Regions from separate parts of the Mus musculus genome. Here region 2 is linked to region 1. The links are chromatin contacts, called in public promoter capture Hi-C maps. All regions are on one chromosome and are shown on one strand. The core of a region is the stretch at or near the end of the contact, and the rest is flanking DNA. Distances in the headings are between cores, read along the strand shown. Region 1 holds the start of Slbp (stem-loop binding protein). Region 2 holds the start of Grk4 (G protein-coupled receptor kinase 4).

Region 1 (3,656 bases), core at 460-2,959:
CTGAGATCACTGATATAAACGCTATCACCTTCCTTTAATCTACCTTAGGGCTGGCCTCTGGCCTTTCCTATACTCCCACAACTAGTCTAATGTCTTCAGAGATGTGCTGGTAATTTCACATTTTCACCTGAAAGTTTCCCCAAGGTTAACAAGATTTCCTCCCAAAATAGATCTGCCCATCCTTTGCTCCTGTTATCATGAGAAATGACTGGCATCAACAGAAATGGTCAAGGGTTTCAATCAGGCTGACTTTTCTATCCTCAATCAACATTGCCTGTGTATTCAGAAGTCACTGAGTTAAGTCACTAATTCCCTTCACTGGGCTTGGCAGCCCCATGCTTATCTTATCCTCCCTTCTAGTCAGCCATCTAGCAAACACCATAGCCCATAAAAGAAGGTATGGTCAAAATTTCTGAGATCGCTTTTCTCATCAATCACTACACAAAGGTCCCCAAAGAGAGCACTTCCCTGAAGAGTTCACATCACCAGCTTACTCTTAAGGCACTCCTGGTCTCTCTGAATTACTATTTCACTTGCTAGCCCGCCTCCATCAGGCTACCAAGGGACCTCACTGACTTAAGCACAATGCCTCAGGGAAAAAAATCTAAACACCGTGGCAAAAGCTTATCAAATGGAAGGACCCAACTACAAGTATGAATAATCTAGGACTCAATTTTGGTTTGTATCTCGCTTTCACTCAGGTAATAAAACCTAATTTCTCGCCCCAATACACATACACACACACACACACACACACACACTCACTCTCTCTCTCCCCCCCACCCCCGCCCCGGAAGCAGGGGAGGGTTGGAGGTCGAAACATTTTAACAAGATGTTCATAGTAGTAGTCCTTGACATTACTGACATTATGAGTGAAAAATATAAAGGCTGACCCACTCCGGATAAAACCAGTTTTGCTGCCACCTATCAGTCGCTGGTAAGATGCTTCTAACACTGAGCAAAACTGAAGAGAATCTCCAGAGTAAGCTAATCTACTCCACCAGCTTCGAAAACCCGAGTGCCACGGGATGAGGGTCCCCTTGGCCCGTCTCCAAACCCCCCGAGTGACCAACCCGTTTCCAAGGAGTCGGGACCCACCTTTCAGGTCGGTGGTCCGCAGTCTGGAGCTCGCCTTCCTCGGAGTCCTCGGGCTTCCGGTCCCTTCCGTCCGCTCTGCGCTTCCGTCCGAGACTCCATCTCGCAGGGGACCGCGGGCTGAGGACACAGACTGCGGTCAGTGGGCGGGGCCCCCAAGCACCGATGGTTCAGGGAACCCTTAGCTTACAGACGGCGAGAAGTCGAGGACTCGTAGACCGCATGACCCGCTTACCTCGCACCACCGTCGCGGCGACTCCCATAACCGGGTGGGCTTCTAGGTCTGCAGGCCATGGCGGCAGAAGTCTGAAGGGCAGCTCGGCGGCAAGCACTTCACTCGGCAACAGCACTGACGAGGTCTGAGCTCGCCTTGCCCAACCGCCCTTAAGTGCGCAGCGGCCCCGCCCCTCGGTAACTCCCGCGCGCGCGCGGCGAAGGGCGAAACCATGAGACGCGCACCTGCAGGGGAGTCCCTCTCAGCTCTGCGCGCCCGCCTGACGGACCCGGCTCCAACCCAAGCCTTGGGATTGCGGGCAGTCGCTAAACTACAACGCCTAATGCGGCCGTCCGAAGGGCGGGAGAAATGGAACAGCCCGACTAAGGCGGAAAGGAACTGGCGACCTCCCCCAGCCCCCACGGCCTTCCAGGAGGCTGGCGCTGTAGCAGCTGGGCCTCTGATTGGTTGCCCCTTCGCGGGCCCGAGGGATATTGGCGGGAGATTGGGCAGTGCGCGCCACTGCCTCTCAAAGTCAGGAGGTGTGGCCACGGCGAGGGCCGGCCCACCGAGATGCAGTCCAAGATCCCGACCGGCCCCTCCTACCCACCGCCACAGTAAGGCGGGAGAGCCCGCCTCTAGCTTATACCCATAGCTTTAAAACCGTACAAGCCATCCATTAACAGCCAAATAACTTAGTGGCCTCTTTTTCCCCGCAAGGCCATCTGCCCTGCCTCTGGTGCTTGAGTCTCCAGCACGCAGGCCAGGCCCCTGCAGATCCCACCTGTCCTATGTGGGCAATCATGACCCTTCCCTTAAGAGTGGATCTGGCCCAGAGCAGCGTGAGAGGGTGGGATGGTGGTAACTATGTGGAGCCATCTAAGGGCTTGTCCTTCTGAACGTACCAAGCACTGACACTGGTTTCTTATACGACTTTCTGATCTGTGACTATATTCATCTGACTTTCCCAACATCCTGCAGCCACTATGTAAAATACTGCAAAAGTTTGGTTTTACTACCAGGTTAAACAAAATGAAGTACATCACTTGAAAAGGAACACTTTATTAAATACTGTATCATTTAACTACATTTACATTTATTTGTATAAAATTAACTCTTCTGTGGTTAAAAATAACTTCAAACCACTTGGCCTCTGCTAGGCAGACAGCCCTTGAAACTGGCTGTCTCCTGGTCATACTTCAGGGACAGGCAGAACTGAGTTTGCTCTGGTAGCAAATCCCTGGGGTTAGGTGCAGTGTTGGCTGGATAAGGGGCTAGCTTGGTCTGCTACTACTGCTTTCAACAACTAAATGTAAGTGCTTCAGGACAAGTTGAAGGAGAGGTCATCCCTCTAGCAGCTACACTTTGTGTCAGAGATGGAGAGTAAAGAGCAACCTCTTCCCCACCCATCTGTACCATAGATAAGTGAGTACATCTATGTATATGTGCGTCCATCAGAACCTTAACCACTGAGGTATCCTCTCCTGATCCAAGCACCCCACAGGGGCTTGGCTAACCCTGTGCTACACCCCTGATGGGTTTCTTTCTGGATAGTCCTGTGGCTCTCTGGTCCTTGGCTCCCTAAAACCCTTTCCTAGGGTTAGGAGTATGAGCTTTTGGTCTCCCCTGGACTAGAGAAGCAGGACAAGACAACAAAAGCATTGTGGACCCTCTAAAGCATATGCAACCCTCGTGAGGAACTTGGGAAAGTACTCTGTCATACCTTCCTACCAAGAAGTGGCCCCTTGGCTAGCCACAGTCACCAGGATACCCTAGAAGAGGACTTCACACTAGAGTGGCACCCTGGTGACCCTCTCAACTGTCAGTGTCTACCCAACACCATAGGGTCTGGTTTTTAACTGAAATACAGGTATGCTATGTAATAGAATTAAGGCAAACAGGCCAAATAAAGGCTCTTGAGCCAAACTCCAATGTCTTGGGGCTTTGGAGCATCCTATGTGGCATATCAGCCCCACCTGGAGGTAAACTGGAAGAGAAGAGGCTGAAGGTCCAGGGATAGGGCATTTCCATGAGAATTTCTTCTAAAACTCTTCAACTGACCATAGATAGACTCAAGGTAGAGAGTGGCTGTAGATTAAGTGTGTGCTTTAACTAGAACCTCTTGTCAAAGTCAAAGAGCTTCAGGCACTCCCCAGAAGTGGCTAGTGGAGACACAGAACATACTGTGATGCTCAGCGTACACAGCACACATCCAGGATGCAGAAGCGGGCACGGCAAGTGGGGCAGGGCACACGGCTGGCTAGCCAAGTGTCAGGGCGCTGGGGATCCTGGCGGCTGGCAAACCACTTGCCCATGCAAGTGAGACACCACATGGGTCGGCAGTAAC
Region 2 (3,656 bases), core at 809-3,308, 1.0 Mb after region 1:
ACAGGACATACACAGGACAGTGTCAGCTCCTTGCAGTATGGATATTTTACCCAATTCAAAAGAAATTTCCTGCTGGGCAGTGGTGGCGCACACCTTTGATCCCAGCACTTGGGAGGCAGAGGCAGGCGGATTTCTGAGTTCCAAGTCAGCCTGGTCTACAGAGTGAGTTCCCAAGACAGCCAGGGCTACACAGAGAAACACTGTCTCGAAAGAGCAAAAAGAAAAAGAAATTTCCTTACAAAGTTACAATGCGATTCCCTTTAAGGACAGACCCAGATGTGATCAAATACCATAGTGGTGAGGTTATTATTTATTTATTTATTATTTATAATATAAATGTATTAAAAATAAAATTTAAATTAAATTTAAAATAAAATTAGTAATTAAGTTTTTTTAAAAAAGAAATTTCCTTCAATCTAAAGATCTCATGTAAACTGGATCCTTTGTAACAAAGTACAGATTTGTAGCTGTGAAGGGCAAAGGCTAGGTCTTACTTATCCCCTTTACAAACATTACCAATAAGTCTAACCTATTAATTTTCTCAAAGTAACCATGAATTGCCTTTTACTTACTCATTTCTTTTATTTATTTTTTGAGACTCAACTGGAAGTTTTGAGTCTCACCATAAAGCCCTTAAACTCAGAGATCCACCTGTCTCCGATTCCCCAGAGATTAAAGCCACAGCACAAACGGCACTCACAAACTTTTATTTTTTAAAGTCAAACGAACGTCAGCAGTTACATAGAGAATGCCATTTGTTGAACTGGTTTTGAAAGGAAGGTACAATATACTCTTGAGATGGGGCCATAAGAACAAGGATGGAAGCTATGAGGTTATCCCCAAAAGGTACTATTCCAGTGACTTCCCAAGGGACAAGCTCATGAAATTCAGAGGAAGGACAATTTCCAAACATTCAAAGAGCATACTCTGTAAACCCTATCCACGGGACGAATACTGTCATGGTCAAAGCATACAGAGCAGTGGTACAGGGCAGCTCAGAGCTCAGAAGAGATTGACTCTTAGGCCCTAAAAGCTCCAAGAAGAGTCAAGAAGAATGTATACCTGGAAGATCCCAAGGAGGAAGGGTTTCCAGAGGAAGCGCATTCGATATCAAGCAAAGGAGAGGCAGTGTTATGCCTCAGTCCTGATCGTTTTGCTGGCTAGTTTAAGGCAAACTTGACACAAAGTATAGTCATCAGAAAGAAGGGAATTTCAATTGGAAAAAAATACTTTCATAAGACCGGGCTGCAAGCAAGCCCAAAGAGCATTTTACTAATTAGTGATTGACCGCGGAGGGCCCACCTATGTGCTAGCAGCGGTCCTAGGTTCTTTAAGAAAGCAGGCTAAGCAAGCTATAGAGAGCAAGCCAGTAAGCAGCACCCCTCATGACTTCTACATCAGCTCCTGCCTCTAATTTCCTCAATGATGGAAATATATAAGTGTAAGCCAAATAAATCTTTTTCTCCCCAAATGGCTTTCACTAGCCACTGGGCATAGTACGCAGAACCTGGGTAGAGCCTATCCCCTCACCTTCCTGATGGCACGAGCGCGGGACACCCCGGGCAGGCCCACATCGTGGCGCGTCTTCCTGCCAAGGATCTGGAACTTCTGCCGGTTGACTTTCACTTCAAATGGGTTTGGGTTAGTTTTCGCCGGGCCTCCGGACGCCCCTGCGGGCGCTTTGTGGACCTGCCTCCGCGCCCCAGTCCGCTTGGCTTTCCCCATGACATTCACTCCGCCACACTTTGGACGACAGTGCGTACAGACCAAGCAGTTCAAGAAACTCGTGCATAGGATGCTGATGTAAAACCACGCCCAGCTTCGTCTCGCGATGAGTGCGTCAGCTTCCCGTATTTCGCGAGAAGTACACAAGTCCTGGATGACACTAAACAGGCACTACAGTTTACTGGATTAAAGACTACAACTCCCAGGAGGCCACACTTCCTCGACTTCCTGGCGCTGGGCCTTATGGGATCTGTAGTGTCCCGAGAGCCGCCACAGTATCCTCAGACGCCGCCCCGAGGGGAGCTCTCGGGCTCCCTCTGGAGGAAAACCGTTAGCCGGGGCCCAGCTGTCTTGCGAGTTAACTGGCGGCTGCGGCTGCCGCTGCTGGAGCTGTCGCCGTCGCCGCTGGAGACCGCTCTCGAGTTTGTAAGCTCCTCGGTAGGGTAGGGCGCGGCGAAGGTTGAGTGCTGCCCAGGACCCGGCGCTGAGGAGAGAGTTACGCGCCCTGGGCCTGGGCGATGATGCTGAGAGGAGCTCGAGCTACCGCGCGCCGGCGCCGATAGCGGAAGCCCCTTGCCGGGACAGCAACAGAGCTGGAACCCGTAGCGAGCCTACCCGTGTCCCATCTCCGCGGCGACCGCGACGGCGACAGCGACGGCGACGACGGCAGCGCTCCTGTTGGCAGTTGTGGCGACCCCGGAGGAGGCGGAGGAAGAAGCGACAGAGACGGTCGCTGTCGCGGAGGGCCACCGTCCAGAAGCCGCGTTCCTCAAAGGACAAGGGATGCCCCGAGGCTTCTGCCGCGGGTTTAGGATCTCCTTCCCCGCAGCCTTCCCCGTCTCCATTGCCTCGACTCCGAAAAGTTCGACGTCGGAAACCGCGGCAGCGACGGCGCAGGACAGCGATCATGGAACTCGAGAACTTCGTGGCCAACAATCTGTTGCTGAAGGCCCGTCTAGGTGGGTGCACCCCGGGCTCCCCGTCTCCCCGAAGGTAGCGCCTCCTAGGAACTTTAACCTTGGAGAGAATCCTGATTCCTTGGTACCTTATTGTCTAATAAGGGAGTTTTGATTCTACTGGAACCAATTCTGGATTGGAGCTGCAGCTTAGCGGGTGTCAGTCAGTGATCCTGGGCTAACTTTTGTTGTTTTGAAACAGTAGCGCTAGCCTAACAGGCACAAGGGGCTGATTGAGTTCCATCTCACTCTCAGCGCTGCTAATCTGAAAGACAGAGTATGGAAAGTTATGCATTGCACACTTTCTAGGATTACCCAGGCAAAGGTTCCATGGGAAGTAGACGCTATTAAGAAGCTTCAGTGTGTTCACCTCACAGAATGTGAAGTATATTCTTTGAGAAAAACCAGTGAGTAACAGATGTTTTTGATTTTTCTTTTTGTTCCTTTTAAAAATTGATTTTAGCCGGGCAGTGGTGGCGCATGGTGGCACACGCCTTTAATCCCAGCACTCGGGAGGCAGAGGCAGGTGGATTTCTGAGTTGGAATCCAGCCTGGTCTACAAAGTGAGTTCCAGGACAACCAGGGCGACACAGAGAAACATTGTCTCGAAAAACCAACCAACCAACCAAACAAACAAAAAACCCCACAAGTCCATTTACGTTCCAAGTGATTTTCAGGAAGAAGAATCTTAATTGGACAATATAACTATTTTCAATATGGGAAGCCCTAACAAGAAACATTGTCAGAAATTTCTTATAGTGAGTGGTGTCCAGAATTGAATACCAAACTAAGGGCTTTGAAACCCCTGTGAGCAAGGAGCAGAGAGAGGAGGCTTGAAGCAGGAAGATCCTCTGTGCAATGGCAGTCTAGGCTCCATAGTCTGCGAACTATGGAGTAGACTATGAGTTCTACTATAGTAGAACTATGGAGACTAGAGCTATCATCAAAGAAACAAACAAATGAAAGAAAAGACAT

The links. Capture Hi-C pulls out chosen DNA fragments and counts their contacts.
Region 2: a contact with region 1 is called in a promoter capture Hi-C map of liver, with 4 times the contacts expected there. The contact joins the promoter of Grk4 here to the promoter of Slbp in region 1. A contact is called at or near these places in 7 of 39 promoter capture datasets (3T3-L1-derived adipocytes, the C10 cell line, erythroid cells and 3 more), 21 of 484 Hi-C or Micro-C datasets (B cells, CD4 T cells, CD8 T cells and 17 more), 7 of 115 datasets of contacts at active chromatin or transcription factors (astrocytes, cardiomyocytes, embryonic stem cells and 1 more) and 2 of 9 other capture datasets (liver and pancreatic islet).

Annotation. Positions count from the first base shown.
Region 1 is chr5:33,650,865-33,654,520 of GRCm38.p6, forward strand. It overlaps Slbp (stem-loop binding protein), which reads right to left and starts at 1,710. Exons shown (of 8, transcript NM_009193.2): 1 at 1,331-1,710; 2 at 1,099-1,215. The coding sequence starts at 1,389. It overlaps Tmem129 (transmembrane protein 129), which reads right to left. Exons shown (of 4, transcript NM_026698.3): 4 at 2,352-3,656. The coding sequence ends at 3,502.
Region 2 is chr5:34,658,321-34,661,976 of GRCm38.p6, forward strand. It overlaps Grk4 (G protein-coupled receptor kinase 4), which reads left to right and starts at 2,059. Exons shown (of 16, transcript NM_019497.2): 1 at 2,059-2,684. The coding sequence starts at 2,633. Nop14 (NOP14 nucleolar protein) reads right to left here and starts at 1,828. Exons shown (of 18, transcript NM_029278.2): 1 at 1,531-1,828. The coding sequence starts at 1,725.